Regions from separate parts of the Mus musculus genome. Here region 1 is linked to region 2. Evidence: chromatin contacts called from public HiChIP or PLAC-seq data. All regions are on one chromosome and are shown on one strand. The core of a region is the stretch at or near the end of the contact, and the rest is flanking DNA. Distances in the headings are between cores, read along the strand shown.

Evidence for each region. HiChIP or PLAC-seq counts read pairs in DNA pulled down with a chosen protein or histone mark.
Region 1: an H3K27ac HiChIP or PLAC-seq map of heart atrium shows a contact between it and region 2, with 5 read pairs. The contact joins two enhancer-like sites. A contact is called at or near these places in 2 of 39 promoter capture datasets (the C10 cell line and pre-B cells), 5 of 115 datasets of contacts at active chromatin or transcription factors (astrocytes, embryonic basal ganglia, embryonic forebrain and 2 more) and 2 of 9 other capture datasets (adipose tissue and liver).

The regions. Positions count from the first base shown.
Region 1 is chr11:88,653,631-88,656,822 of GRCm38.p6, forward strand. The region is part of intron 5 of Msi2 (musashi RNA-binding protein 2); the gene reads right to left. Among named protein-coding and RNA genes, the nearest start is that of 0610039H22Rik, 36 kb to the left of the region's middle. Within about 2 kb of position 1,306, at least 30 of the 459 cell types and tissues checked have an H3K27ac peak or open chromatin away from gene starts, as enhancers often do. A contact at or near this core is called in heart atrium, where this site is marked.
Region 2 is chr11:88,580,966-88,583,958 of GRCm38.p6, forward strand. All of the region lies in intron 6 of Msi2 (musashi RNA-binding protein 2), which reads right to left. Among named protein-coding and RNA genes, the nearest start is that of 0610039H22Rik, 37 kb to the right of the region's middle. Within about 2 kb of position 1,551, at least 122 of the 459 cell types and tissues checked have an H3K27ac peak or open chromatin away from gene starts, as enhancers often do. A contact at or near this core is called in heart atrium, where this site is marked.

The DNA.
Region 1 (3,192 bases), core at 56-2,555, 72 kb after region 2:
ACCATGATCAAATTCCAAAGTGTGTCTCCCACACGGAGAAAAGCTTACTAGGTGCCCAGTGAGAAGCAAACATGATATATTACTACGTTACTATACAAGAGGAGACTAAGATCATTTCCCAGTATGACGTTAAAAAAAAATCAAGTCTGTAACATTCAAAGCATCTGAAGATGCTGCAGTTCGCTAAGGTAAAAACATCTCCCACAACCCTGCCTCTTCACAAGCCTTTGCTTTCCCAATACAAAGTCACAAAATGGAGAGAATAATAAAACCTGTCCTCTTATCCCTTCGGGGCATCGAGATCACTTCAGAGAAGCCTGAGACATTTACCTAGTGTTTACTAAGAAGGGCCATATGCCTGGTAGTCTTGGGTCATGTGACATGGCACTTTAGGACACACTGGCGCTCCCTGCACCTGCTACAATGTCCCTCCCAGTTTTGGGGACTCACTGAGATGCAGCAGAACTCTCGTACATCCCTTGCAGGGCTCAGCCCCAAGAGTATCAAGACAACTGACCCACTCAGCTCTTGGGCTCCTCTTTCTTGACATCTCAACTCTCCCCCTTTTATTCAGCTTTTGTAGAAACTTCTAGAAACCCAAGTCACCTGACTCCAGCCTGATACCTCAAAGCAGGTCTGCCTGTGGCTGTGGGCTCATCAGGAAACTGCATGGAAATACAAGCAGGAACACAGAATCGTATGTCCTGGGCCAGTTGAAAAAGTTTCACTATGGAGTTTAAGCTGTTCTAGACACAACAGAACAATAAGACCAAAAAGCCTCTTCAGGCAAAGAAAACAATATAATCTCATCCCTTGTCTGGCCGGAAATACGAATTCGAAGATAAAGGTACCAGAGCCTGGAACACTAGGGCCCTACATGGCCTGTGATAATCCCTGCAAAAAACCACACTGGTACCCATGACTCTGGACATTACATCATCCACTCCCTTAAACATTAGCTAAGACCTGTGGATGGAGAACCACCCAGGGCAGGGTAGAATGTCCAGCTATATGCCTTCGATTCACTTGTGTACTAGTTAAGAACCAATTAGAGAACTTGGGGGAAGAGAGTGGGTAGGTCTCAGGAAGCTGAGAGACAGTTCACACTCAGTACACCTGGAGTGGCAAGCATAGCCTGAACGCTGACGGCACAGTCCCTCAAGTGGCCCTCTGGTCACAGTGGCCCTCTAAACGGGATGCCTTCTGTCCTGCTTGCTGACTGAAAGGAGTTGGAAACCCTACCACCGGCCCTCCTGTGTCATTATTCAACAACAAACAGAAACTATATTTAGAACTGTTTCCATGAAGGCGCCACGGGCAAAGGCCACTCAACCTCGGAGACGCAGAAAGGTGAAATGAGGTTACCCTCCCCGCTCCCAGCCATCTATTCAACACAGCATCTCATTTTATAAATGGACCTTAAAATTCACAGGAGGAAAGACAGTTTTCCCAGGAGCCACTGCGTCCATTCTGCAAAATTACGTAACTCAGAAAATGAGGGTTGTGATTTGATTATGCCTTCAACAGCCTGGTGCCAAGGCGACCAGCTCACCGTGCCCATCAACCGCTGGTAGGGAACAAAAACACAGAAGAGCAGAACAACTCTAGATAAACCCTTTTGCAGTAACCCACGTAAGTTAAGTCTTAAGCAAACCTCTTGATAGCCTCAGTGGCCCAGGTTTGCCGCACCCCACCCTAAAGCAAACTCCACGGAGGGTTTTTGGCCCACCCAGTTGGGTAGAAAAGTACACAGCTCCAAGCTTGGGCTGACTGAGTAGTTTGTCCTTATTGGAAGTTTATACTTGCCTCACACACAAGGGGTACTGTTGGAAGGAATCAAATAATTTACTGTTGGACATTCTGGTTTCAAGGACAGCACATGCCCTTAGGAAAGCAAAAATGTTACCATTTACCTTTTAAAAAAAAAATTACTAGCTTTTTATTTCGAAGCAAGTTAATGGAAATAGGGCTTTTTCAAAAATGCAGTTGAAGGTGCTGAAACCTCCTGGAATCAACCTCCTTCTGTAGAATGTAGAGCTGTTTAACAGAGGGAAATTAAAAAAACAAAAAACAAAAAAAAAGTTCTTAAGAGTTGTATTCCAGTGTCCTGCAGGAGCCCCAGGTGAGGCCTCCCTTGAGCCCACAGATCTCTACCTACGCTCTGAGCTGTCACATAGGTTTTAACTAAAGCACATTTATTTATCATCTCAACTGTTCTTTGTCCTCCTCGCTGGGCTTAATGTAGACAAAACAGGGCTAATTGTGTCTATTTCACCAGTAAGAGTGGAGGCTGCTTTCATAATCTTGTCACAAGAACCAAGCCACTTGAGACACCCCAGAGGTCATTCGTCTACGGTGCTGCGCTGGGGAGACCAGGATTCCTGAGTGAAGAGGACTATGTCATCTTTCTGCACTCGGGACAAGACACTCGTCCTTGACTGTAAGCGTGCAGCCAGGTCTTTCTATACAGGCCCAAGTGGATAGGCTCCTTGCCTGGAACAGCCTCTCACAGACCCAGGTCAAATGTCCCCCTCTTAATTCTGGGAATTTCACAATGCAAAGGGACAGGGAGGGGAAGGGAGGGGCGGGGCTTCACTTTCAGATGTTTCCATTTTTCTCAGCAAGGTTCATACTCTAAAAGCAAAAGATGCTGAATTCAAAAGGAAGGTAATGATTATTTTTCATGACAAAAACCTTCCCAGGCAGCAATACCGCTGGCTTTCTCTATCCATCCACCTACCCAGGTTATCCACCTCATCCACAATTTCTGAGTTCTTTGGTTTTGTGTGTAGCGGACAGAGTTCAACATTGGGTGTCTTCCTCTATGACTCTACACATTTTAAAAAGTCAGAGTCTCTCACTGAACCTGAAAGCTCACCAGCTCAGCAAGATGGCTCAGCAAGGCCCAGGCATCTTTCTATTTGTCTCTCCGTACTGCTGGGGATGCAACTCGGGTTCTCATGTACACGCATAGCAAGCATACCAACTGTGCCATGTTCTCTGACCCCGCCCCCCAGGTTTTCCAACTTAAATATGGATGTAATTTTGTATATATTTCCTTTTTTAAAAAAATGGGTATTATACATTTATATCAAACCTAAACATGAGACTCCATTACAAAACGCTGGGGTTTCTGAGTGGGCTCCAGGACCACTCCACCCAGCTGGTGGGAGCACCTTCAGCATCAGCCAG
Region 2 (2,993 bases), core at 301-2,800:
CCACCTGGCCTATATAACAAATTTTACAAATAGTTATAAAGTAATGGTTAGCTGACCTAAGCTGTAGATCAGCGGCAGAGTGCTTGTCTAGCATGTCCAAGGTCCTGAGTTCAAACCCCAGCATGACACAGAACCAAGTGTGGTGGTATATAGCCAAAAATGCCAGCATTTAGAAGTAGAGGCAGAAGGATCACAAGTTTGAGGTTCTTCATGACAACACAGGGAGTTTGGGGCCAGCCTGGACTAAAGTTCTCATCTAAAGAGTAGTGTGAGGGGGTATTTACTGGAAGACAGTCCAGATGGCTATCCTTCACCGTGAGTATCTCACATGAAGCCAAACCCCATGTCTTCTCACTAGAAGATTGGGGTGTGAAGCTTGAGCCTTCTGTCTGGCTGATCAGCTCTGAACCGATCACTTACCCTCTCCCAATCTCTCCCCAGCAGTTTAAAACAGGAGCCAATCCTATGGCACTGGGACAACTGACAGGCAAGTAAGGGTTAGGGGCAGACATGACAGGAATTCCGGAATCTGAACGTAATGTCAGCTAAGATGGAGCGACTACATTGTTAATCATCCCCTCTTTTGTTTACTAGTTTTTTTAAAAGAATGTTTTTGTAAAAGATAAAATATAAAAAAAAAATTAATTGTTCCAAGCCTTGGAAGGCCCGCAGCACATCCTCTCCCTGAGGCCTTCCGAGTCCTTCTGACGGTCCAGAAGAAAGCTGGAAACACAGTCAGGAAGCCTGCCTCTGAGCAGTCCACAGTCTCATTTATTTTTCCTTTAGTGAACAGCACCTTAAATTGTTTCTTTGAATGCTAACACGCCATAAGCAAGTCAGAAAATATTTACCTCTGCCTCCAATTATAAAAGGCCGTTAGCGACCTCAGCAACCAAAAATCTCTCATTATAAGTAATCCACTTGCAGAAATTGCATCTTCTACAGCAGACCACCTAAAACCACTTCCTGTAAACAAGGCTCTGCTGGGCTTTTAAATCTAATTAAATCCTCACTCTGCTCTCTAACTACAAGCGGCTCACTTTTCACTGAGCTAGGGCAGAATTTTTTCATTATTATTATTATTATTATTTCCAGTGGTCACAGAAATAATCCCCAAGCAGGAGCCAAACAGGAGTCCAAAAGGTCGCTGCACTCCAAACCACCACTGCCTGTTCTTCCTGTCTTCCCCGGACCACTCTCTCATTGAACAATTTCCAGCCTGGTTCATACAGGTCTTGTGCTAACTCTCCCCCACGGCTGCCGGAATAAATCGAGAAGGTACACTGTGAACAGGTGTGAAAGAGAATCCCAGGACACGGGGGTGGGGGTGGGGGGGAAGCTTCAGGCTGTGACCGCTCTGACGGTTCCTTTACTCCTAGGATCTGAGCTCCAGTCCTAGGTAAACAGTTACAACTGGTCACTCTACCTTTGGCCAGCCCAGGTTTGTGGGAACAAGTCCCTACAAGCAGGAATCTGTCTGTTACAAACAGTATCAGGATGGCTGGCTCACCGGCCCTGTGCTGCCTCCCACCCTTTCCTCTCTTCCATCTGTCTCCACCCACTCCAGCTGCAACAAGTAATGGCCAGCCCTCCACAACAACAGACCCTCCATCCAGGTTCCCCCATCACAGAAGAAAACGCATCCCACAAAGAAGAGAGCGCTGTCGCCTAGGTGGCAGAGAGTATGTGACCTTTCAGATCCCTCTTTGCCATCAGCGATACACCAAAAAGACAACACAAACCGAGGGAGAAACAGAAGCGGCGGGGACATGCTCAAGCTCCTATTTATTTTATGCAAAGTTTCCCTCGGTGTTCATTAATGCCTGCTTTCCCTCCACCATTTAATCTCTGCTTCCATTTCATTCTTAGGGGACTGTGACTATTCTAATTCAGCATTTGGATGACTTCATTTCCGCTCAAGTACACCCAGGTCAACTTGGAGAGAAAAGAAAGAGGAGGAGAAGAAAAAATAATCAGCTCAAAGCTATTAAATATCAGCCGCGAGCCTCGTGATTGGCTTTAAAGGCAGCAGTGAGGTTAGCAACAGTCAGAAACGCTAGGCTCCTGCCTCTTCCTGCCTGTTAACGTTTTATTCCTGGGTCTTTTCTCTACTGTGGCTTCGAATGTAAATAAAGCACCTATTGGCAGCCCACTTAGGGACTAAGTCACAGATATGGGGAGTCTCAAAATGCAGAACTGTAAAAACTTACAGGGCAGAAACTTGACAAACCGGGCCATTCTACACAGGCTATTCCTACGAGGACAAAGGAAGGGGGAAAAGGAGAAGAAAGGGGAAGAAAAAGAAAAGCATACATGACCCACGTAATGGGTGTCCTATTGATGGGGTGGGGGTGGGGCAGAATCTCCATATCAATGCTCACTCCACAGAATAATCGGGTCGGATGTCTATGCCAAGTCTAAATGAACTGTGCTTTCTCTCCCTGAAGAACCACCCCTTGCACCCACTGGCACAAGCCTGGGCCATGATTTCTGGTGCTTTTTCAGTTCCCACTGAAAACCATCTTGGGAGAGAAAGCTTTCCTTTCTCATGCTAACAACTCCTTTGTAAGTGACCTCTTCAGAGGCCTCCGGGAGGACTCTGGGAAGGTGAGCCCCCTGGAAGTACTTCCAGTTCGTTCGCTCCCATCCCCACCACAGGCCTCTTTAACTCCTTTGCTGCCAGGAGCTCCCTGGTCCTGCCTTCTTTCAAATGAACTAAAGCTGAACCCTGCAGGGCCACAGAGGAAAGCAGCAAAGGGTGAGGCCCAGTGCATACCTCGTATGCAAATGAACGTGGCATTTGATTAACATAATCTCAAAGTTTGCCCAGCTTGGAACCCAGAAGGCATGGGGATATTTTTCTATTTGTATATTTTAAAACACTGTTAACGGTACAATAATAATGTCTGATGCCTTTGCCTAACAGCTGGCTATATTTTGTACACTAAGAGGGAAATGGGACGCCTTCCTGGAAACCTTCTGTCTATTTTAGG